2 separate regions of the Tachysurus fulvidraco genome follow, and region 2 is linked to region 1. The links are chromatin contacts, called in public Hi-C maps. All regions are on one chromosome and are shown on one strand. The core of a region is the stretch at or near the end of the contact, and the rest is flanking DNA. Distances in the headings are between cores, read along the strand shown.

Region 1 (2,700 bases), core at 91-2,590:
TAATCATCATGTTGTGGTTAAGGGCAACTTTCCGTATTTGTTTTTGGCCTCATAGCTCTTAAATGTCATTGTACTTTTTGGAATCATCTTATTGTCTAACAAATGTGCCTGATTTCCATCAAATGCTTGGTGACAAAAGAAAGAACAGAAACTGGTGCATCTATTCAATAAACAGGTGATATGATACAGAGACCTGACAACACACCAAATGACTAGAAAACTGTGCAAATGATCTCTTGAAGGCTACAAGACCAGGCCTTAAAAACAACATTACATACACATTTATAGGTAACAGATACATTATTGAGATCTACATCATTAACAATCACTAGAAGGTCCACTGATTTATGATCCTACTTTAATTCAACATGATCTCTATGTGACAGAACACTACTATGTACACACTGTCCATTTATTATCTTTATTAATAATCGTTATAAGACATTTTTACAGAAGTCTAACACTAACCTGGGTCTGACTGAACCATATTTATATCTTGCCAGGATTTTAACTCTAATAATAATAATAATTATATTATACATTAGTTATCTAGCCTGCTATTTATTTATTATCCAATCCGAATATAAAATTAAATACAGTGGTCATTTTGTTGGTTTGGCCGAATTATAACAAAAGATAAACAAACAAACAAAACAAAAACATTTAACCTATTAGGAGCGACTAGATTAGTTGCCTGGCGACCTAGTAATCGTGCTAATATTTTAGCTAGGTAGCTAACGAATGTGGCTAGTCAGGTTAGCCTGACGGAACGCTCACACCCGGAGATGACACAACGATATCAAACACACACGCGCGCGCACACACACATTATTGTTTGCTCGTTTCCGCTGTGCCCTAAACTGTGCTCGACTCGACATTTCCCCCTCTGCTCTGTAACGCTGCCCGTTCCCCCGTTTGTGTCGTCCACAGGCTCCCCTCCCTCCCTGTACAACAACCCCGCCGCCATGATCTCTTTGTTTCCTATGGGCCGAACCCGACCCGAGCTCTGTCTTATCCGGGACATGCCCGCGCTCTCCCTCCCCGCCGGGACACTTTGTCTTCTCTTACCGATACACACTCCTTCCGTCACTCGCGAGCCCTCGGAGCTCCACTTTTATTCGGGCCGACACGTAAGAGACCGCGTCAGGCTACACCTCCGCCGCGTCACCGACAACAACAACGACACACTCGGAACTGGGGAGACGGAAAGCCGATCAGAGGCAGCGCCACTGCCGAGAATAGCCGAAGTGTACACGGAACTTACCGAGCGGTAAACGAGAATAGCCGAAGTGTACACGGAACTTACCGAGCGGTAAACGAGAATAGCCGAAGTGTACACGGAACTTACCGAGCGGTAAACGAGAATAGCCGAAGTGTACACGGAACTTACCGAGCGGTAAACGAGAATAGCCGAAGTGTACACGGAACTTACCGAGCGGTAAACGAAAATGGCCGAAGTGAACTCGAGTGTAAGCGAAATTGTACGAAGACTATCGATGATCGTCGAAGTTTGAAGCATGATGATTCTCGATAATTATCCATTTAGCTTCAATATTTAAAGGATCATTAACTCAGATTTATTAAGGTATTTTATTAAGTAATATTTATTGAAATGTTAAATTAAAATGATTGAAGATTCTAACGGTTAATTAGGTGGGCACAAGAACATTTTATTCATTTAGTTAACTTTATATACTTTAATTTCTATTTATTTATTTATTTATTTATTTATTTATTTATTTATTGTATTTTATTTATTTTCTAATAAAATAAACAGAAATGTATTTGTTTGTTTGTTTGTTTGTTTGTTTGTTCATTCATTCATTCATTCATTCCTTGAGCCAGACCTCTATTCACATGGGTTAAGGACCCATAGGAAGCCATTTAGACAAAAACAGGCATGCTGGACCAAAATGCACAATGCAATCCAAACATTCTAAGCCACATAATACAATTTTACTGAGGCTTTGGCTTTTTTCAAACAAAATACAGTATAAACACACAATGTTTTGGCATTTGGCAGAATATTTGAGAAAAAAAAAAGATTACTTCTAGAGGTATAGTGGGTAGTATTGCTGGTTCACAGCTCCGCTGTCCCTGAGGGAGGATCATGAAACTAATGCAATAATAAATAAAACTTTCTGAAAATTTCCTTTTCAAACGTGCATGTGACTCCCCTGCAAATCCAGTTCCAACTGTAGGACTTCAAATCAAGTCAAGAAGCTTTTATTGTCATTTCAATCATATAGAGCCGATGCAGTACATAGTGAAATTAAATAATGTTTCTCCAGGACCATGGTGCTAGACAATACAACACAGGGCTAAGGACTTAAGTCCTAGCCACACAATGTGCATCGTGTGCAACCTAGTGCAACAAAGCACTACCAGACAAATACACAAAATACTACTGACAAGTGTGTATACTGTATATTATACTGTACATTGTACAAAACTAGAAAACTTGTAAACAGAGAGGGTTTAAGTAAACATGTACATACTCATGTAGTAGCTGCAGTTTGAAAAGGTATTGATGTGCTGTGCAAAACAGCAGTGTGGTGTGCAACAGAACTTTACTTTAGTTACTGTCCCTGATGAGCTTGACCTCATGACAGTTACAGTGCGATGCAAAAGCCACATACAACTAAGCATGGAAGATGAAACCTGACATAAACAAAGACACACCAGGGTTAAAATAAAAAA
Region 2 (2,700 bases), core at 43-2,542, 180 kb after region 1:
TTCCAGCAGACAAGAATTTTATTCCTAATTCTAATTCTATTTAAACAATACTCAAGTGAGATATAAATACCCCAAAATTTAAGTATAGTATCAAATTAAAATTCAAGTATTCTCCCGTTTACATGGAGAACATACTCACATTGTGTCACTTCAAGTGTTCGATTTTCATAAATTTGTTTCTTTCCCTGGTGGCTCCCTGTGCAGTAGTAATTCCCATTACTGCGATGGTCGACATTGTGTAAAATGATGTATGCAGTGTTGTTGTAGACCAGAGTGGTGTTAGGAACAGGTGCGTCCTCTCTCTGCCACTGCACAGTGGAGGATTGTAAGAGGTCAGACACCTCACAGCTCAGTGTCACATCAGTTCCAAGCTGGACTTTTAAAAAAAGAAACAGAAGGTTATCAATAACTCCTGGCAGAAAAAATCTTTTGCTAACACATTTGTTATTTGTCATGTTGCCTTGACTAGAGAAGAATTTATGTGACTAAGTTTAACTCTTAAAGGGAGTTATGTTAGAACTGGAGGACATCTGCAGATGTGCATATAACCAGTTTCACATTATATGTATGGTTACAGTTATATGATTTATCATATTTAAACACCTGAAACACTTCACTAATAGTATCGCTGCATGGGTAATGACAAAGTAAAATACTCACCTTTAGTCAGCTTGGCTTGAATTCTGTAACAGAATATTAATTCCCAAATAAAGACACTTAACGGTGTGAGGTACATTGTTGTAACTACTTTATGAGGAAGTGAAGATAAAATGGCCTATTTCTGCATGGATGATTTCACAGGAAATGAAAGCTGAGATTACCCTTTAAAATTCACAAAACTAAGCCTAGAAACACCTGGTATATAAATATATAATATGAAGCTATAACATGAAGAGATAAGGTGTGTTGGGCATGGTAGTAATTTAATTAGTAGTAAAAAGTTGTAAAAACTTTTGAGGTCAGTTCACTTTAAAAACAACCTTTTGATGTAGATATTTTTCAAGTATCTTTAAATTATCACTACAACTCTAGTACTTTGTACACATTTCTGTATGTTAAATGCTGGAATCTCACTGGCTATTTGATTATAGTACACATGCTTCTCTGTGACTTAATTAGCTTCATGGATCAAGATATAAAAAAACCCCACTACTGTACTTTATGTTTCTGTCACGCTGTGACATGGTGAGGCAAAAGGCGAGCGGGGATCCAAATGCAGTTTATCCGTTTAATGAACAAAACACAGATGAACAGGCAGACAACACAAGGCAGAACACGAAACACAACATAAACAGGCGGGCAAACAGGTCAGAACACTGAACAGGAACAGAGAACAGGAACAGAGAACAGAAGCAGAGAACTGGAACAGAGAACAGAAGCAGAGAACTGGAACAGAGAACAGAAGCAGAGAACTGGAACAGAGAACAGAAGCAGAGAACTGGAACAGAGAACAGCATAAAGCCAACACCAAACAACGACCAACACCAGGGAAGTGAACAGACAGAGTAAATGTAGTAAATAGGAACCAATCACAGAGCAGAGACAATCAGAGACAAAGACAAAACACCTGGGGAAGAGATAGAATGTAATTAGTGTCCATGGTGAGCAATGAGTGGGCGGAGCAAACAATTAACATTAGGGAGAGATGGAAGACTGAAACAAGGGGAAAACACAGACAGATACGTTACAGAGCCCTACAAGGAGCAGGACCGGAGACCAGGGTGGTGCTGGAGGTGGAGCCAGAGACCAGAGCAGGACCGGAGACCATTGTGGTGCTGGAGGCGGAGCCAGAGACCAGAGCAGGACTGGAGACCAGGGTGGTGCTGGAGGCGGAGCCGGAGACCAGAGCAGGACTGGAGACCAGGGTGGTGCTGGAGGCGGAGCCGGACTCAGTCATTTCGGTCGACACGGTCGGTTCGGCAGGTTCCGTGAACCCGGTCAATTCGGCAGGTTCCATCGACCCGGTCGGTTCGGCAGGTTCCGGCTACCCGGCCAGTTCCGGCGACCTGGCTTAGGGATGCCGGCCGCCCGAGCCGACCTCATTGGGGTATCCGCCAGTTTCGAGACCAGCCGGGTAGCCCGGACCTCAGCCGAGCTCACCGGTACGGTAGCTATGAGAACTGGCTCAATCGCGGGTGTGCACGGGACAGCCTGGGCGGAGACACTGTGGAGCATTCGGGCGTCCGTGGCTGATTCCACTCTGTGGCCCACGGACCCCGATGCTTGCTGCCCGCCCCCCCCCCAAAAAAAATATTTACGGCCGGCTTCAGTCTCTACACTGCTCAAGCTTAGCGCGGACCCATCCAGGAGCAACGGCAAGTTGACAAACAGATACGTTACAGATTCATTGATTTCTTGGTCCTACATCTTTCATCCTTCAATAAAATGAAGAAATTGTCCACCTTTAAGAACAAATCCCTTCTTTAAATTTGCTGAGATTAAACAAAGAGAGCAGGGATAGGATACTTTTCTATGTAGCATGTCATATAAGCATATGATATAACTCCACCTCCTATAAAAGACAAAATCCAAAATATAATAATAAAATGCAATAACATAAAGCTAATAAACATTGAATAAAGGTCTATCTGTGCCTGAGAAGTCAAACTGTGTTTTTACGCAAAACACAAGTCTGCTGGAAAAATTTAATTTTATATTTGTGACTCATAAGTGTAACTGCACATCAAATATAATTATGAT

The links. Hi-C and Micro-C count contacts between places; a contact is called where the count stands out from the background.
Region 2: a contact with region 1 is called in a Hi-C map of ovary, with 5 times the contacts expected there. The contact joins the promoter of LOC113641054 here to the promoter of creb1b in region 1. A contact is called at or near these places in 2 of 4 Hi-C or Micro-C datasets (muscle and ovary).

Annotation. Positions count from the first base shown.
Region 1 is chr6:25,007,163-25,009,862 of HZAU_PFXX_2.0, forward strand. It overlaps creb1b (cyclic AMP-responsive element-binding protein 1b), which reads right to left and starts at 1,341. Exons shown (of 9, transcript XM_027143633.2): 1 at 1,069-1,341.
Region 2 is chr6:25,190,407-25,193,106 of HZAU_PFXX_2.0, forward strand. LOC113641054 reads right to left here and starts at 1,293. Exons shown (of 7, transcript XM_047815347.1): 1 at 661-1,293; 2 at 140-376. The coding sequence starts at 736.